Linked DNA regions of Zea mays: all the other regions are linked to region 1. The links are chromatin contacts, called in public Hi-C maps. All regions are on one chromosome and are shown on one strand. Each heading gives the region's core, a stretch centred on a gene start, on an enhancer-like site or on the middle of the called end of the contact. The rest is flanking DNA. Distances are from core to core; before and after follow the strand shown.

Region 1 (4,921 bases), core at 1,300-3,799:
TCTCATCTCATCCATGGAGTGGAGGTTTGTGTTAGGTCTATTCTATGAGAGGGAAACCAGAAGACGCCACGTAATTTACGACCCAGCTACTTGCAAAATCACTGTCGTAGCTAGTGTCTTTTGATTGATGGCCTTTCGACAGGGCCCTTTGCTGCTTGTAAGAAACCGCAGCAAGCCGGAGACTGAGAGTCGAGAGGGTCTTGCCGAAGTGCCAAACGGAACGGGAGTTTAATCGACGAGACAGACGCGTTTGAAGGACGAAATGATTGTGCGTAGCGGCCTTTGGACAGGAGCTGAAAACGATCGATCCTGCTGCGCAGCGCTCGCTGCACACTGAGACGGCGGTAGCCAGATTCCGATTAGCCTTTGATGAGTGGGGGCTCCAAGCTCCGGTACATCAAGAATGCTGACTGTGGCCTCCTCTACTCTACCATTCCGCGGCCGTGCTCAGCACAGTCGCTGGTTTGGACCAGCTAGCGCGCGCATGCAGTGGTTCCCGCCTGACCTGAACATGTATCGCGCCAAAGACGGATGAAGGATAAGAACAAAGCTGACGGATGGCTACTGGTCGCAGATGTGTGCTAGGCTAGGCGTACCCTTAATCGGTGCCCTGGACACTGTCTGTGTGATCGTTATCCTCTCCAATGCAAAAGACACAGGCGTGGTGGTGTGGGTCGTTGTTTCTCTTGAGAGGTACTAGTAGGTTGGCGAGTCGAACTGTCCCCGGGTCCAGGCAAACGCGTGTGTAGGAGGGCTACTAGGAGCAGAGGCACGGCCGCGACAGGGCAGGGCACCGCATTCCTTGTGGAACGCATATGTTCTGTGGGCATGCATTCGACCGGGCACAGATGCGTCACCGTGTCCGACCACTTTTGCCAAAGGCGAGAGCGCTCGCTGGGCACGGGATGGCTGGCAGGGATACGCATATGCACGCTACGCCTACGCAGGAGATGGCGGATGCAAAGGCGACAAGTGACCTCTTTCCTGCGCCGCACGCTCACATGCATGCCTGGCCTGAGCCCTGAGGCCTGAGCATCACTAGCCCTTCACCGTCCCAGACGGCCAGACCAGTGCGCCGCCGCTCTCGTTGTCGTTGAGCTCCCCCTCCAACTCCCAAGCGATAGGGTGGAGTGGAACGCGAGAGCCTGCACTGTTGTCGACGCATCGACACTCCAGGTCCGGATTGCAGTGGCGTGCGGTGCACACCTTGTTGCCGACTTGCCGGGAGCGTTGAGGACCCGGACGGATCGGGGGAGGACACGCGCAGACGCGCCGCCCGCCGCCGCGCTGCTGCGTACGCATACGCTGCGACCAGGACCAGGGGACTGGATCGGCAAGCAAAACGCTGGGACGTGACGGCCGTGAATTGCGCCGGCGGCGACTCTCGTCGTCGTCGCCTTCCTCGCTGACTGCCTCCAGCCACGCGGCTCCTCCACTCCGTTGCCACCGCCGCCGAGGCGCCGGACGCTACAACGTTCCACGGCGCCACCGATCGTATGCCTGCGTAACGAGGATCCTCCCGTGATCGGTACGTCTCGTACGTGCTCGGCAGGATCTGTGGAAAGCCATTTCGTCAGCGGTCAGTTTGTGCCGGCCATGGGATCTGTTTGTCCCGTGAGGCACTGAGGCCTGGTAGGGAACTAGGGAAGTGGTACTGGGTAGCCACATGCATGGCGGGCCCGCAGGCCTCGGCACAGCAGAGACGCGAATTCTGCTGCTCAGCAGCTTCGCAAGATTTCCGTTCCGTTGCGTGTGCCAAGCCACCAGTGCATCAGGATTCAGGACTCCGACTCATGCATGATCGGAGCAAACGAGTGCTGCAGAGACACGTACGCATAATGCATGCTTGTACACGTCGCCGTACGTACGCCCGCCCGTACCGGAAGAAAGCTGTGTGTAGCTTGCCTGTCTTAACGTACGTATTTACCACAGGCGCGGGCGCGCGGCAATGGCAGTTTTCAGGCACTTTGACTTATAGATGGCCAAACGGGCCGGCACGGCCCGACCCGGCACGGCCCGACGGCGGCACGGCCCGCCAGGCCCGGCTAGTGAACCGTGCCGTGTCCAGATGGGCCGGTCCAGGCACGGCCCGTGAGTCTGTTAGTCGTGCCGGGCCGGCCCGGTGGCACTATGGCCCATCTGAGTATATTGTAGAATTTAGCAAAAAATGTGTAGTTGTGAGGGTTCGAACTCACAACCTAGTGAGCAAGAGACTTAAACGCATCCATCTAACCAGTGCAACTGCAGTTTTATTGTGTTATATGTTGAATTCTTATACTTAATATATGTAAACTATTATTTTTAAAATAAAAAATGTAACTGTGTCGTGCCCGTGCCAGCACTACGGGTCGAGATAGTGGCCCAGGCACGGCACTATAGCCGTGCCGTGCCAGGCACTGGCACTATACTAACCGGACCGGGTCGTGCCTGGACCGTGCTTTTTCGTGCCGTGCCTGGGCCGGCCCATCGTGTTAGTGCCAAATGGCCATCTATACTTTGACTAACAAGCTAAGAAGAAGATAAGAACGTATGGGCTTCCGTCCGAACAGGCTCTCTTCTCCACCGGTCCTACCCCTTACCTCCCAAGATCACAATCCTCTGCTCCTTATATATTAGCCACACCGCTCGTTCCCTGCTGCACCGGGTGACACACAGGCACAAAGACACCGCCCGTACACAGGCTCGTTGGCTTGGCTGCTGTGTGTTGCGCTCAGCCATTCAGACTTGAGAGCTACTAGCTAACTGCTCGTTGGGTGTGGGTGCGCTCCCGGCCTAGACCGTGGAGGAAAGGAGTCCAGTCCACTCACTACCCCCTCTGCTCCGTTCGGGTTCCAGGCCAGCACAGCCGAGGGTTCCGCACAGCGATAAGCGCGAAGCGGAAGAGATGGAGCATATCGCCAGGTTCTTCTTCGGAGTTTCTGGTCAGTATCACCATGCCATTCCTGCCTCTGCTGCATGCCTACCTGATGGTCTTCTTCTTGCCTCGCCTAATCTCTGTTAGATCTGTCTCCCCAGGGAATGTCATTGCGCTCTTCCTCTTCCTGTCGCCTGTGTAAGTTTTTGATTCCACGTACCTGAATCCTTCTGTTCCTCACTGCCCGCGTCCATGCTTTAAAAAAAAAATCGAAAACAGAGAAGCAATGATATAGTACTTACTTCTACTATATGACAAAGACTAGAACATGGGGAGAATCAGTGTGGAGAGAAAGGCTATAGCATCTTTTAGGTTCAATCCTTTCCAGCGAAACACTGAAATTTCATACATATATAATTTTTTTCTAAAAAAAGCAAGTAGCTTTTCCCCATCCGAAATGCTTCTTCTTCCCAACCACGCCGCACCTTTTTTCTTGCGTCTTGCCTCAGCAGCCTTCAGGGGCAGCAGCGCAGTGCGTGTGTTCCTCTGACGGGTGAGAAATCTCTTTGCAGTGTCACCTTCTGGAGGGTCATCAGGAAGCGGTCGACGGAGGACTTCTCCGGCGTGCCCTACAACATGACGCTGCTCAACTGCCTCCTATCGGCTTGGTAACGAACCGCTCTCTCTCTCTCTCTCTCCCTGAGAGACACGGCCTTTTGATGAGCACTCCACACCATTTCTGTTTCTGTCTCTTCAGAAAATTAAATCGCATCGCAGATTTATGGAGTGGCCGTAAAGCAGTAAAACCGGCGTGGTGGTGTAGTTTGTTTTACTTAGATTTCGGAAATGCTGCATGGTTTGCTGGCCTGGGTGAAGCAAACGCTTGGCTCCTAGCGTAGCCTCTGCCCAACCCGGCCTGTCCTGTAGATAGAGTACTACCCGTGGACCCACTCGCTAGACGCTAGCACTGTAAGTCTGTGACAACGACTGCAATGAAGGGGGAAAAGCTTATTGCACTGCACCACTGCCCGTGGGAGCAGAGCCTACCTGTTGGCATTGCCAGGACGGAGATGACGACCTGTGGGCCTCGCGGCCCTTGAGCCCGCACATGCAGCGTCACGTTCAAGTGTTCGTACCTCCAAACAAAAAAAGTCTTGACGCTTTTTTTTTTCTTTTTGGTTATTATGATGACGGACGATTCTGGTCAGGGCATCCACATAAATATCTTAAAAGGTATTAACGACGTAAGTGCAAAAAAAAAGACAGTCTCTAGCACTACCACGGTTTTATCCATACAACTCACGTACATGAATCATATCATGAGATCTTCTAGTGGAATAAGATATAAAACTTAAATATATTGGGCTATATGAAAGAGTTTTTTAGATGTATTTAGTGCTTAAAGAACTGAAACGTAGTATCTAGATTGTACATGTCTTTATGACTATATGGATGAGTTGGTGTCCCGTTTGATTTTTCACGCGCCTTTGAATCCATGTGAAGATCGATGTGCTAGCTAGCTAGCTCGCTCTTCATGCGTTCGTCTGGATTTTGTTTGAAATTCACGCAGCATATATGTGTGGAATATAATCTGTATGCACATACAGGTACGGCCTGCCGTTCGTGTCCCCGAACAACATCCTGGTGTCGACGATCAACGGGACGGGGTCGGTGATCGAGGCCATCTACGTGGTGATCTTCCTCATCTTCGCGGTGGACCGGCGGGCCAGGCTCAGCATGCTGGGCCTCCTGGGCATCGTCGCCTCCATCTTCACCACCGTGGTGCTCGTCTCGCTGCTGGCCCTCCACGGCAACGCCCGCAAGGTCTTCTGCGGCCTCGCCGCCACCATCTTCTCCATCTGCATGTACGCCTCGCCGCTCTCCATCATGGTACGTGAGCGATGATGATTGGTTGTTGCTGCCTTGCTGGGTAGCTAGCTCCAGCGGGTCCCCTTCTGGGCGTGTACGTGCGTCCTTGCTGTCAACGTACGGCATCAGTTAACAAGCTAAGCGTGTGCTTGGTGTGTGCAGAGGCTGGTGATCAAGACGAAGAGCGTGGAGTTCATG
Region 2 (4,921 bases), core at 1,682-4,181, 400 kb before region 1:
TGGAGTGAGCGACGGGGGCGGCTACAAGAGACAGAGAGAGACCGGTTGAGAAAGGTGAGAGAAGAGATAAGGTTGAGGAGGGGTTTAAAATAAAAAAAAACATAACTTTCTAGAGTAAAGCCGTAGGAAGTTACATAACTTCCTAGAGTTTGTACATTTATTCTAGGAAGTTATGTAACTTCCTAGAGTCGGCCGTAGAAAGTTAGATTTTCGTTTGACTGGTCAACAGCTGAAACCTAACTTTCTAGAGGAGGCCGTATGAAGTTAGCTGGGCAGCTAACTTCATAGAGCCGGCCGTAGGAAGTTAGATTTTCGTTTGACTGGTCAACAGCTGAAACCTAACTTCTTAGAGGAGGTCGTAGGAAGTTAGCTGGGCAGCTAACTTCCTAGAGTCGGCCGTAGGAAGTTAGATTTTTGTTTGACTGGTCAACACCTGAAACCTAACTTCCTAGAGGAGGCCGTAGGAAGTTAGCTTTTCGTTTTACTGGTAAACAGATGAAACCTAACTTCCTAGAGGAGGTCGTAGGAAGTTAGCTTTTCGTTTGACTGCTAAACAGCTGAAACCTAACTTTCTAGAGGAGGCCATAGGAAGTTATCTAACTTTCTACGGTTTTTTAACTTCCGACGGCTTTTATAAAATACCGTAGGAAGTTATGTTTATTTCCTAGAGCTACCAGTTGCCTCTCGGAAGTTATTTATTTCCTACGGTTTGTTATAAAAGCTGTAGGAAGTTAAAAAACCGTAGGAAGTGTATAATTTTGGTGTAGTGCGGCACTCCGGCCTAGAGATGTCCAAATGGGCCGCCCGACCCGGGCCGGCCCGGGCCCGGTGAAGCCCGGCCCGTCAGGCACGGTTATAAAACCGGGCCGGGCCGTCTAGGCACGCGGGCTTAATTTCCTGTCCGAGTCCGGCCCGCATCGGGCCTAAACGGGCCGAGTCGGCCCGTTTAGCACGAAAAAAGCAGGCCGAAAAGCGGGCTATGCGGGCCGGTAAGCACGTTTTAGTGTAAAAAAGAGGGCTTAACGGGCGTCGCTTATTCACGCGGGCACCGGCAGATCGCTGCCACCGGGGTCAAAATCCGGAATGGTTTTTTTTTTCTTCTCTGTGCCAAGAATCATGATAGCAAGTTTAATAATAGAGTCTATTGTTGGATGTAACTACTTACTATGTCATCTAAAACTAACAATAAACACGCTCATATAATAAAGCTGGTTCTAAGGTTGGCTATTAGATGAATGTATTGTTTTCATCTTTTTATCTTGAAGCGCCCTGGCTCTTACGTGAAAGTCTATTCACTTTACTTCTTTATGTGTCGAGTTCATTATTGTACTTCTGATAGCTTGGCCAGCTCTGTGACTGTGTCCTCCGCGGGACAGGGCATCGATCAGACTCCTCCCACTCCCGGTCGGACGTACTCAAGCACAATGCAAATAAAACATCACACAGGTTGGCATCCCGGTCATATCGCGCTGCTAGTGCTAGCGCGCGCCACAGATGGAATCTGGACGTGCATGGCGCGGGGGTCAGATCAGATCGCACGGATGGCTTTGTTTATCTGCGCTGCGCTGCGGCGCTTGTTCAGTGAGCGAGAAGGACATTAATTAAAACGAGCTGAGGGCCAGCATTTTTTAGAATATAGTAGCACTGATGAATCCGGCTGCGGCTCAGGCGCAGATACGATCGGCATAATGCGCTATCAGCGCTCGTGATCCATCTGGCAATACTAACGACACGGTCGGCCGGACAGAGCCCTCCCCCGCCTGGGTGTCTGGAGATATCCGAAATCGTCGCACAGTGTACTATTGATTTGTGGCTCTGCATACCAAACTAGTTAACACGGTTATTACGAGCGTCAAACGGTTAGGACAATCTCCGCCGCAAGGGAACAGAAGCGTGTATGACTGTATGTCCGAGATCGGAAATCGTGGCTGTTATATATGCAGCCAGCGCGCGTGGAACCCATGACGGAACTGAACTGTTTCTTCAGAACTATAATTGCAGGTGGTGATAATGCTCTTGCTCTATACCGTGGACGCAATCAAACAATGCATGGCTTTGCCACGGAGATCAGCAGGATGGGGGAGTAGACACCAAGCCTATGATTTGGTGTCCCCCAGCCATGACGAGCGCGCGGGGCAATTTCTTGCAGCCGTCCCGACTGATTGGAATACGAACGGGACACGCGATCCACATCATATATGGAACAAAGCTGGCTCTGGCTAGATTGGATTCCTCTCGCGTGGTCGTGGATGGATGCATGTGACAGCCGAGGATGGAAACGACGAGCACGGCTCCGCTGGCATCGACTAGAAAATTGGCCGCGCGTTCTTATCGCTCCGCGGCAGAGTGAGAGGAGAGTCTGATGGGGATGGAAGAAGCACACGGAAGGCGATTTTGTCAGCACCATGGCTCGCAGTACAGTACAGCAGCCGAGCAGCGTTTGAGATTTGATGAGAAGCAACAACGTACTAAACTGCGTTGCGATGTGCGGCACCAGATTTTGCCATGTCGCGGCCGGCCGCACTCGATGAACTTCCTCGTCGTCTTTACTCAACGGTCTGCTGTGGAGAAAGAGAGCGGCTCCTATATACAGTACGTGGTGACCAAGTGAATAGGCCGATTGACACCATCAGGATCTGCTTCTGCCAGTACTAGCTACTCTACTTGAAAAGGTCGTTTTCCTGCCGTGCTCAACTCTCCGTCCATTTACGTCTGGCGTGAATGGCGGTACGATTGAGAGACAGATAGAGACCTTCTTCCCTGACCCGTGTCTGACGCGGACTCCCTGATGACCTCGCCACGGGTGCGTGACTGCGACACCATGTGGATGGCTGGCACGGCTGGGCTGACCCCGTGCAGGTGCAGCTCACTCCAGCTCTTCCTCGAAGGCACGGGGAAGCGCGTTTCTTCACAGATTTCCGTGCGCGGCATGGGTGCCCGTCCGCGCGTGCCCAGGCGACAGCGGATCCTCCAGGCAGGGCAGAGTCAGACGGACGGGAGCCAGCCGAGAATATTTTGAACCTGCGTGCGTCGGTGCCCAGGCCAGGGTGCGTGTGTGGGTCACCTCACCTGCTAGCCGGGTACCGGGTGCGAGTGGGAGCACCTACGTCGGTGCACGCCACCTGGAAAACGAGCCAGAACCAAGAGCGGATATAAGGGCATGTACAGTGGAGAGACATCAAAACGGTTCTCCAAGCACAAGAGACAACTAAGAGACTCTATTATACAATGGAGTGTCTATAAATGCAGTCTACTAATAAATACAAAATTAAATGCATTTGTACAACAGCAGATCGATAGAACAGACGACAAATTCGTACGATAGGAAGTGAGGTGTCTGTTACTACTTGGTTTACGAGCCAGAGGCGTCTCTTCACGGAGAGATCGCTCTAAGATTTTTTTGCAAATACACCCCTTAAACACATTAAGAGTCTCCACATTAAACACCATTGTACATGCCCTAAGGCATCCACAGAAGAGCGTGGCGATTGCTACATGCCAACAGTGCCTGCGATTTCGACGGAGGCCCGTGGGGTTCAGCTCGGTCCCGTCTCCGGATGAACGCAACCCCACTTCACCAGTTTTGAGACGAATAGACACCGAAGAGTCCTGGCTGGTGAGCCATAGACCAGTTACGTGCGAACTGTGACATGCATGCCGAGGGCCGAGGGGGTCAGTCAACTTCGCGTCGGCGTCGCCACGTATTTTTTCTTTCTTCTTCGCCTTGCTTGTCCGGTTAGTTTCGGCCTAACGCGGCCTACTAATTGGAGCTAGCAGCCACAATCCACACACTTCAACGCCAACGCATATATATACGCGCCTCCTATATCACCGCATTAATTGTGTGTTCGATAAGCACGGTCAGAGTTGGCCCCTGACACCCCACGAAAGGCATCGAGTCAAACCGTCCACACCAAACCAACACCGCTCGGTGAATTCAGCGAAGCAGGCACGTGCTCGGCACATTTCGGCCAGGTCAACGCACCTACTACTGTTTCCACTTCCAAGGCCAAATATTGTTTGGTGCAGTGCCAGCTGACCCGGGTGCTTCGTTCGTTCGCAGCAAAAAACCAGAACGACATGTACGCTCACGACACGTACAAGCCTTGATGGTTAACTGGTTGATTACATTTAATTTGAACAGGAATTTGGGGGCTTAGTAGGGTGGAGGAGAGAAGATGCACACTGCTGCATACCGACACGAGTAAGCAGATTCCTAATCTAACCAGCTGATCACATTATCCTTATCCTCCTGTGGCTGTGCCTGCCCCTGCCCAACGCATTATCCTCTTGCTATGGTACCCTCGCCTCGCGACGGCAGAACGCATGCACGCCACATCATCGCCGGATTAATCAGTGGTTACACACCACTGACCAGACAAGAGTCTCCGCTCCCAAACCAGGTATATATTCCAGGTTTGGTCCAGTGTCGCGCTTCCAGCACGGCCAAACTTTAGGCTAGCTAGCTAGATTCCGGCAATAAGCTGCCAATCGGCGTGCCAAATGTGACGTGAACATCTGCGCCCACTACTACCACTATCCGCTAATATTTTCGCTTCTTCGATGGGGACTGAGGAGGATTTGAGATAATTAAATTCCCTCATATACAATTAATCCTTTTCAATTCCCCTACTTGTTCGGTTTGAGGTGGATTGAGAGGATACGTTGGAGGAGATTTAATTCCCTCCCATACAAATTTTGTATGAGAGGAGATTTAATCCCCTCCAATTTACCCTTAGGCCTCGTTCGTTTTGGCTGGATAAGCTCATTCCCTACCTCATTTCGGCATGAACGAATCAGCCCAGTTTAAAATTTGGTCCAGTCTCCTAGAGTTGTTCGTTTTGATTTGGGCTAGAAACAAACCCGCCTGATTTTAATTCCCATCCCTTAATCCTCGGCCTGGAACGAGCCCAGGTGACCT
Region 3 (4,921 bases), core at 1,336-3,835, 320 kb before region 1:
TATCGGGGCTGTCGAGTCCTTGCTGACGTCCTCTTGCTTCTGTAAGGGGGCTGAGAGTCGCCGTCGTCACAGGGCATGCGGGGCGCCATCATTACTCGTATAGTAGAGCGAGCCTGATGGGACGCTGGTCTTGTTCCCCGTAGCTAGAGTCAGCTCGGGGTAGGGTAATGATGGCGCTTCCTGTCGACGTGGTCGGTCCGCGCCCTAGGTTGGGCGAGGTGGAGGCTCCTCCGAGGTCGAGGTCGAGTCTGTCTTCCAAGGTCGAGGTCGAGTCCGAGCCCTCAGGTCGGACGAGGTGGAGACCGTCGGCTGAGGCCGGGGCGGAGTCCGAGCCCTGGGGTCGGGCGGAGTTCGTCGTCTTCCGGGACCGAGCCCGAGTCCGAGCCCTGGGGTCGGGCGGAGCGGAGTTCGTCGTCTTCCGGGGCTGAGCCCGAGTCCGAGCCCTGGGGTCGGGCGAAGCGGAGTTCGTCGTCTTCCGGGGCCGAGCCCGAGTCCGAGCCCTGGGGTCAGGCGGAGCGGAGTTCGTTGTCTTCCGGGGCTGAGCCCGTGTCCGAGCCCTGGGGTCGGGCGGAGCGGAGTTCGTCGTCTTCCGGGGCTGAGCCCGTGTCCGAGCCCTGGGGTCGGGCGGAGCGGAGTTCGTCGTCTTCCGGGGCTGAGCCCGTGTCCGAGCCCTGGGGTCGGGCGAGGCGGAGTTTCCTATGACGCCTGAGGCCTGACTTAGCCGCTGTCAGCCTCACTCTGTCGAGTGGCGCAGCAGTCGGGGCGGCGCAGGCGGTGCTGTCCTCTTGTCAGACCGGTCAGTGGAGCGGCGAAGTGACTGCGGTCACTTCGGCTCTGTAGACTAGAGGGCGTGCGTCAGGATAAAGGTGTCAGGCCACCTTTGCATTGAATGCCCCTGCGATTTGGTCGGTTGGCGTGACGATTTGGCCAAGGTTGCTTCTTGGTGAAGACTGGGCCTCGGGCGAGCCGAAAGCGTGTCCGTTGCTGGAGGGGGTCCTCGGGCGAGACGTAGATCCTCCAGGGTCGGCTGCCCTTGCCCGAGGCTGGGCTCGGGCGAGGCGCGATCGCGTCCCTTGAATGGACCGATCCTTGACTTAATCGCACCCATCAGACCTTTGCAGCTTTGTGCTGATGGAGGTTACCAGCTAAGATTTAGGAGCCATGAGTGTACCCCTAATTATGGTCCCCGACAAATCTTAACAATATGTGAAAAATTTTTTAGATCACCATTCATTATCACTCTACCCGGCGCACAGCAAAGGGCGCTTAGGCGGCGGCCCGGCGCGATGGCCGATGGGTCAAGGGATGAAAACGAGACGAAAAATTCCCGTATCATCCCGTATCGAATACTATTTTTCCCCGATCATTTTCGAATTGTTCGAAAACCGATTAGAAACGGTAAAAAACGATTTAGCTAGTTTTTTGACTGTTTTCGTATTTTTCGTTTCCGGGTCGTGCTAATACCGTTTTCTACCGTTTTATATAATATGAGATAGATCTAGCATATAATTTATTTAAGTTATAGATTTTTATTGTGTTCAAGTGAATGAATAAGCGAAAAACAAATGTTATAATTACTCTAACTAATATGAATGATGGAAAAAGAGTTGTTTGTGTATTTCTAAATCTTAAAAATTAGGCAATACATCACTTTATTATGTTTTTGTTAAAACTACAAAATAGTTATTTTTTGACTATATTTTATCGTTTTCGATCGTTTTCGAATAACCGATAATTCCGATTCCGTATTTCGACTGTTGATTTTCGTTTTCTTCCCAACAAAAAGATATGAAAACAAAAACAATTTAGCTGTTTTTTTATCGTTTCGACATTTCATCCTAGATGGGTGAGCGCGGCAGCTCGGAGGATGCACGTGACGCCGTCGGGCGTCGGCAGTGGGGAAGGCTGGTTCGTGATTTTTTTTTAGTCGGGCTCCACTGAAGACTAAACTAACCACAACGTGGACCGATCTTGTATAGGTCTATTTTTTGTAATTTTGCTAGAGCTTCGGTTTCTCCTTTGTATATTAGAACTGCAGTCTTTGTATGACAGACGAGTGTAACTCCATAAACCGAGAAGAAGTTACTAGCTGCTCAGCAGATTCACACACTGCCTTTGCCATTCTAGGCATGCGACGGGACGGTTTGTACAAACAAACACGAGATCTTTTTGGAACGTAGGAATTTTATAGGAGTAACATAGTTCAAAAAACATAGGATGAGGAAAAATTATCCTTTAATCCAAAAGAGGTCTAACTGAAAACTAAAAACACAAGCCACGCATTCTTTGCTAGTGCATTGATCCATGTATCTTTCGTTTTTACTACTGCAAAGCCAGCTTTCGTCATATCGTAATCTAAGAATGCGGTATGGCTTTTTCGTCAGGCATCAACCAGCTTCCACTGCTTTGGTGGCTAACCATCCTCACCGTCACCGACTCCGCTAATCACCGTGCCCCCGGATGGCCGGGCCCCTCTAGGGCCAAAAGATTTGTCCGCGACCGTACGCGACGAGGGCCCACCTGAGGAAACGGGTTATTTAACCAGCCGCGCGCTTCCCATTTTCATGTGCTTGCTTTGCTTAAACCAGCTCGGCCTTTGCTTTTTTGCAGCGGGGTATATATCTTCGCTATATATACAACTCCTCTCCTGCTCCGCTCTTCAAGCCCACCCAGAGCTCTGTAGAAGAGAGGGGAGGAAGGACCGAGGACCAACCGGAGCCCCACTCGGCCGCCGCCTCTCACCTCCACCGACTGCCTGCGTCCCACCGCTCCTGCTGCCGCCCGTTGCTCTCGCCATTGAAGCCCTCGCCGCCTCCGCCCGCTTGCCCGCCCTCCCGTCGGCTGCCTTCCGGGTACGCGCCACGCTGCCTATGCCGCCACCGGTTCTTACCGCGCTTTCATATTCTTCCGATGCGTTCTTGCTGGGAGGCGCTTGATCTGTTCTTGGTGTTTTCGGGGTTCTTTTTGCTCTGGTGGTATGGTGGTGGTGGGGTGTGTGTGTGGAAGTGGAACCACCATTTGCTCGATTTGGCGTTCATTCGCTCCCTTCCTGCAGCAGATTTACCTCCTTTTTTCCCCTCCCTTGTTTCTTGCTTGATTTGTTGCCTTCTTTTTCGGTAGATTCCGGTTCGCAGCTTTACCTCGCGTCGTTGCTCCCTTTTAACCGACTTGCTCCCATTCATGCCCTTCATGCTTCGTCTAACGAAGGTTTCTGCTTCTGTTGTGTCTGCCCTTGTGTGTCATCCGGGCATCTTCTTGTTTGCTTGCTTTTAATGAACCGCGAAAGCTAGCGGATCCTGACGTGTTCCTTGTCTCTATTGCAGATGAGAAGCGGCGCAACCTGGGCGGTGGAAGCGTGGTCGGACTGAGCCTTCGTGGGGGTTAGCGCCGAGAAGGATCCTGGAGATTAAGCGCATGGGTTCCTTGGAGGCCCGGTACAGGCCGACCGGGGCAGCGTAAGATCTCACTGTCCAGTCTCGATCTACCCTCCCCTTCCCCTACCTCTTCACTCACCTCAGCCCGCTTGCTGCTCACGCTTTTGTGCTGGGGTTCTGCTCGGTGTGGATAGCGATAGCGTGCTAATCCAGGTTCAGTCTCAGATGCGCCATTTGCTTTACCATGTGCGGTCATGTGCTGCGTGCTGTATTGATTTGCATCTAAGCTCGTATTGATGCCTGTGTCTGGGGTGTGGTGGTGCCATCCTCCATTCTTATCATGCAATCTTGCAGCAGTGAGTGTTGCGGTACTACTACCATGTACCTTTGTACAAGATGCCGTCCCTTCCCTTCTGGTCGCTGTTCCGTTCACCATGCTCCGCCCCCTCTATTTGGTAGGTGGTGCTGGCAGTGGTGGTTATGCTTTTATGACATCTTCTACCAGTCCGTCAGAGAAACTAGCAAGAACTTTGCCCCTTCTCCCAGCCCATGATATGCATGGATGCTGATGGTTCGCCGACGATGCGTTTCAAACTTGTAAATCTGCCCATCCTCACACTCGTCGGGATTTTCACGGTTCTCCTGGCCGAAAGTTACTCTCTGGTGTGGTGATTTTGTATCCCATATCTGGATTCTAATAACAATCAACAAAGATTTTGCTTCGAGCTCGGCCGTTTCTTCTGCCGTAAAGCGCGCAGCCTGGCGTCGGTGGCCATCCATGTGTTCGTCCTGCTGTTTTGACCCCAAAGACTGCACCTTGTGACAGCAGCCCTATTTTAAATGCCGTAAAGCTGCCTAAGTGACGCTCCTCGGCCACGTTGAGCAGGTCAGCTACTGCTGCTGCTTGGTGCCTCCTCTGGCCCCGGACCGTTGAATTGCCGTGCTTGGCGTGTAGAAAATGGCGCGTTTTGGTGTGTGCCCTACCGGTGATTTCGGCTATCTAAGTAGGGTCCATATTTTTGGACCAAATTTTTTCGACGATGTTTACCCCTAGTACTGGGAAGAAAAAGCTTTCTTCTCTGTAGCTGGGATGCAATTTTTTGGTTGCGTGTTCCACGGTATTCAAAGAATATGGAGGGTTAGGTACCAAACATCTTCATTTATGCCCATCTTTCCCAAAAGATGTGACTAATAAAGTAGAGGTCTCGACAATAACAGAGTCCACTAATTTCCTTTGGCTCCTTTTAAATTCTCAGTGCTGGGTGTGTATTTTTTCCTTTAGCCTTTTTTCTTCTACAGGCAAACAACTTTTGTTTGATTCAGCACTTTACACACATACATACGTGATACCGCAAGTTTTTGCTCTAAAAAAGATGTGCTTTGAATGCTTTAGTTTTAGTCTTACAAGTCAGTACTATTCACAGATGCTGCCACATCTCAGTGAATTCATCTCCTTCCGAGGCAGAGTATTAAATAAATATAAGATCAATGCAATCTTCTAGGGAAGTTAAACACCAACACCAGTACTATTTATTTTTACCTTTTTA
Region 4 (4,921 bases), core at 1,713-4,212, 310 kb after region 1:
ACTTTTTAAGAAGAGTACAGAAGATACTCTTCTTCAGGGTAGGACTTTTTTTTATATATTTGCTGCACGATGGCGGAAAGAAGGATGGTTGATGGAAATGTGATGTTAGTGGTAGTTGTTGATTGATGAAGAGGTCACAGCAGAGGATGACAGGGGTTTATGGTCGCTGGCGGAGAAATAGAGATAAGGGTGTGTTGGATGAGTCATGTGCTACTGTACTGCTGAAATTAACATGGTCTTCACAGATTGGTTACGAGATCCATTAGTTTGTGACAGATATTTTTAAGCTTGTGCTCCAATAAATGACCGTGTAACTTGAGTCATGTACTTATCCAGTTCAAGGCTTTCGGGCATGGTTGTCCGTATTCTCTCATACCGTTGTCATAGTTTCTGCTGTAACTTTCAACATTATTATTGACAACTGAAGTACTTGCATCAGGACTGGGATCGTCAAAATCCAACTCAAATTGTAACAGAGATGTGTGGTTTTGTTACCATTCTTTCGGGGACGTTTCTTCTCCACAAGACAAAAGACATGGTTGATGGTATGGCATAATGCTCTCCACTTTTTTGTAGTTTTACATGTGCCTAAAGCACACTAAATTTTTGTAACCTTTCACTCTGGTTTTACAGGCCTCCCGCCAACTCTACCTGTCCGGATTCCTAAACATGAGGACGATGGAGCTGAAGGAATCCCTCTCAGATCCGCTGAAGGCATCCCGCTCAGATCACCGAGGGCAACGGAATCGTTTCGATCAACGCTATAATGGTTGGTGATCCTTCTTCAAAGGCCATGGTCAGCCATTCTTTCATTTGATAACACACCTTTGTAGATTGTATTTTAGGATTCCAAAAGGTAAAGGCACCGCTCCCCATGTAATTTTTTTGAGACACCGGTGTAGAGTATTGGGGGAACTTATGTTATACATCTCGAAATGCCCAGAATGGGCTTAGATCCAGTTTTTGATACACACCAGACACCACGGTGGCATACAAGACCCGTTATCAGCGACACAGTTACTGTTGTATTCTTTTGGATAGAAAATTAGAAGATAGGGGAAGAATCTGAAGAAGGCTCCTCGAAGAAACTTCTTTACCTCCCATCCACATGTGGTGTTCTAGTTTCTGATATGCGTTTTTTTTTTGGGTTAATTCATTCATCTTATGTTCGTTGCTTCTGTGTGAGGGGAAAGCACTTCCTCGCTCTACTCGTGCGGAAGCGATCCATTCTTTCGTGTCCAACTCACACGTCAAGAATATCGAAATGTGGACCCTTTTCAGCGCGCTCTTTAATTCAGCTTACCTGAGCATCAATGGTGAAGGAAGAATGCAAGCTCATTGACCAAGGTGGCAATGATGTCGCCGATCCACAACGCGATGGAGACGAGGACAGTGATCTCGTGTGCCTGCGCTCTCGTGTTCGGCTGTGCGCCTGGGTTCTGAGAATCCTAAACGCGTCGCGGCCGTGAACTATTCACATGTATGGAAATCTGTACATGGTTCGCATTCTTTCTCTTCTGACACTCGTGCCAAAAAAATGTATGTATATCTTTATTAATTGCCTCTCTCATTCAGTGCAAAGCTGCAGGAATGGCAGGGAGAGATGTCCCAGAAGCAATTGGAGAGTGTAGCAGTAGCAGTAGCCAGTCTGGTAGACAACTAGCTAGACCTGCTTGCTTGATCATTCCTCCGCGTCCGGGTCCGGCTCGAGGCCTGCGATCTGCTTCAGTGGCTTCCAAACAAAGCTTCTCCTGCACGCGTGCAACAGGGCCACACGTACGTAATCAGGCCTTAGCCACAAGTGGTCCCGTGTGGGAAATTTAGACATGGAGGGAGGTAGAAGGAAGCGCATGTACCAGTTGCCGCATTCTGCGATCACCCTGACTTTGGGGCGGATGTCCGGGAGCATGGCCAGGAACTGCAGCTCAGCCTTGGACAGAACCTGCACGTAGACCAGACGAGAGGCCCGAAGAAGAGGTTCAGGAACAGAGCACTCGTCAGTGGTGTGCCGATCGATGGAGGCGCGTGCATGTAGATGTAAGCAGGCACCTCACCTTGGCTTCGATGATCCAGACGACGAGGCCTTTGGCGTCCGGGTGCAGCAGGCTGAGCCTGTAGTCCACCTCCGGCGGGAAGTACCACCGCGCCACCGGCTGCCTGCCGAGGCTAGGCTGCAGTCACCGCACCGCCACTCCAATCGAGTCAGTTCGTCGATCGACCGCTCGGTTCCCGCACGCGACGAAAGGACACGGCACAGCCACAGCAGCAACAACAAGCAAAGAAAGAGAGAAGGGAACGTATGTCGTGCTCACGTGATGTCCGTGCTCATGTGAGCACTTTAAATCGTGAGTGTTCTTTCTTAATCCAACGATTAGTGCTTTTTATTCACTTAAGTCCTCTCACCTTAACGATGAGTGTTCCTGGCCAGCAGCATGATCGTTAGATTAAGAAGGAACACTCACGATTTAAAGTGCTCACATGAGCACGGACGTCGCGTGAGCACGAGATACGTTCCCAAGAAACTAAAGGCGTGCTACGTACCGGGCAGACGGGGTGGACCTTGGTGAGCGTGGTCTCCGGGTCGCCGAGCCCCCGCGCGGAGAGGTCGAGGAAGTAGTAGCCCTGGTAACGGAGGCGGTTCAGGTAGCGGCCCTCGTAGCCGCCCTCGTGCGGCGGGTAGATGGCCAGCGCCTTGTGCTTCTCCACGTCGTCCAGCCACTTGCCCAGGTCCGGCCGCACCAGGTCGCCGCCCACGAAGTCCCACACCGTGCTGCGCACCGACACCGACCCCCGGCCGCCCCGCGACCCGCCGCGCCGGCCGCTGAGGAGCGAAGGCGCCGGGACTGGGGACACGGACACCGCGCGCGCCGCCGCCGCCGTTGCTGCCGACCACATGGTGCTGCTGCCTGCGGCCGTGCGTGTGGGTGGGTGGGAGTGGAAGTGGGACTGTGGGAGGAGTCGCTTGATTGCTTTTGAGCCTGTGGCGGGAAGATGGCTTGCGCTGAAGCTGAAGTGGGGAGGAGGGGTCGCGGATAAGTCTCCAATCCAGGCCGTAGGTTGGTCTGTCAGCCGAACTGCCCAAGACTGAAAGAGCAGAGTACATGTGTTACCACTTACCAATCTGTATTCAGATTCTACTCAGAGATCGCACACAGTACGGATACGTGAATTTTCTTTAGATCCAAACAAAATATTAAAATGCATTAAAAGTTACATAGATCATTAATCCTGTTAAGGCCTATTTTAGAAACTTTAGTTTATTCAGACCCGCCAATTCTGAAGGTGATTTGTGTTTCCAAAGTCTAAACTGTCCCAAAAGAATGTCATCAACTGGAAACCCACGTAAATGCATTTGTTTTAGAACGGAGGGAGTAAAATTTCGGTGTGGATCACGTTGACTTCAGAAGTTATTTGAAAAATTAAAATATAAAGAACTTAAATAAATATTTAGGCATATAACGATTTGAGGACACCAGCTTAAAAAACCTTTTAAATTAAACAGTTAGTAAAGTAGGTCACGCGCTCTTTTTGCTTTTTTTAAAGAAAGATGGATGTTGTGCATCATTTGTTGGGATGGTCGTGCTTAGTCTGTCCCAGCAGGGTTCCAAAATTTTATCCACTAAGATAATATTTCTAGTCTTTCACATCACCATTTAAAAGATTCTATCATGTATATTTTTCATGCCTTCAGCAGCAGCAACCTCTAAATTTTATCATCTATATCTCATCATCTATTTTTTTCCAGCCATATTAATGAGAAAAAATTCAAACGATATTTTTTCCATTCACCAATTGTGTACTCCCTCCGGTCCTGAAAAAGATGTCGTTTTAGACAAGGTTTGAGTGAAACATATAAAACTTTGACTATAAATAATAGTTTTGAAATCTAATATATATATACATATATATATATCTTAAAAATCACTTTTACAAAAGTATAAATATATTAAGAGTTTATTTGTATTTACAAAAATATTGGTCAAAGCTATATTTTGAAGACCGTGTTTATGTTCTAAATGACTAGCTTCTGTTGCATCGGACACTGGTCACTAGAAAAACAATCCTCTTTTAGTTTGTTCCTTATCCGCCACTAGGCAAGGCTATAGAGGAAGTTCGCGGTGGTGACAACATAAGAGGAAAAAGATGGCGCGCATGACAGGACGGTCGTGGAGACCAGTGGCGAACGCAGGATAAAATTATAGGTGGAGCAACATTATAAAAGCTAAATCACTAGATTAGATCACAACTCACAAGATAAAACTAGTTTTATGATGACAATATGGAGGATAAGTAATAATACTAGAAATGTTTCATAATAACATGCATACCGAAATTTCTCTCTTAATCTGCAGTGCGGCACCAAAATCACCGACAAAAATCCAATCTACAGTTAGAAAAGATGTATATTAGATGAACATCAATACAAGAAAAGTACATTGATGAAAATAGTGCAGTGAATATACCACTAAGTTGTTAATCTTGTAGTTATGACTCGAGGCAAGTGCATTCTTCTAGTTTTAAGACGCTGGAATCTTCTAGTAATAGTCTCATCATCAAGGGATTTGAATATCTCTTTGTCTGTATAGCAAACCATCAAATCATTCATCCAATCATCTTCAACTTTGTTACGCAATTCTCTCTTAATGATGTTCATTGCCAAAAATATTCTCTCAACACTTTGTTGAGACGGGTAATAACAAGGCCTCTTTAAAAGGCCTTGAACTTTGTCCATACTGTCAACAAGAGAAATCTAAACCCTTTGATTGGCATGGACCATTCAGAACATATGCCCTTCTCACTTGGTCTTGGACATCTTTATCATATTCATCAATTTATCTTTTTAAAGCGGGATCTATAACTATGTCATCCGGATTGAACGTCCCTCCAACAGTTGGTGTGTTATTCACATTATTATTAGCAC

The links. A called contact is a pair of places that touch in the nucleus more often than the background predicts.
Region 2: a contact with region 1 is called in a Hi-C map of endosperm, with 2.1 times the contacts expected there. The contact joins the promoter of LOC103652370 here to the promoter of LOC100282137 in region 1. A contact is called at or near these places in 3 of 25 Hi-C or Micro-C datasets (ear, endosperm and root tip).
Region 3: a Hi-C map of endosperm shows a contact between it and region 1, with 2.7 times the contacts expected there. The contact joins the promoter of LOC100193311 here to the promoter of LOC100282137 in region 1. A contact is called at or near these places in 4 of 25 Hi-C or Micro-C datasets (bundle sheath, ear, endosperm and 1 more).
Region 4: a contact with region 1 is called in a Hi-C map of endosperm, with 1.7 times the contacts expected there. The contact joins the promoter of LOC100192546 here to the promoter of LOC100282137 in region 1. A contact is called at or near these places in 2 of 25 Hi-C or Micro-C datasets (endosperm and tassel).

Annotation. Positions count from the first base shown.
Region 1 is chr3:176,399,617-176,404,537 of Zm-B73-REFERENCE-NAM-5.0, reverse strand. It overlaps LOC100282137, which reads left to right and starts at 2,549. Exons shown (of 6, transcript NM_001155049.2): 1 at 2,549-2,921; 2 at 3,016-3,052; 3 at 3,427-3,522; 4 at 4,462-4,744; 5 at 4,886-4,921. The coding sequence starts at 2,885.
Region 2 is chr3:176,797,852-176,802,772 of Zm-B73-REFERENCE-NAM-5.0, reverse strand. LOC103652370 (homeobox-leucine zipper protein HOX10) reads right to left here and starts at 2,931. Exons shown (of 5, transcript XM_008677972.1): 1 at 2,753-2,931; 2 at 1-21. The coding sequence starts at 2,931.
Region 3 is chr3:176,718,074-176,722,994 of Zm-B73-REFERENCE-NAM-5.0, reverse strand. LOC100193311 reads left to right here and starts at 2,585. Exons shown (of 5, transcript NM_001394745.1): 1 at 2,585-2,852; 2 at 3,324-3,455. The coding sequence starts at 3,415.
Region 4 is chr3:176,087,148-176,092,068 of Zm-B73-REFERENCE-NAM-5.0, reverse strand. It overlaps LOC100192546, which reads right to left and starts at 2,962. Exons shown (of 4, transcript NM_001361515.1): 1 at 2,542-2,962; 2 at 2,055-2,171; 3 at 1,857-1,942; 4 at 1,532-1,751. The coding sequence starts at 2,895. The coding sequence ends at 1,682. It overlaps LOC100501448, which reads left to right. Exons shown (of 9, transcript NM_001362580.1): 8 at 440-545; 9 at 634-958. The coding sequence ends at 767. It also overlaps the pseudogene LOC112268477.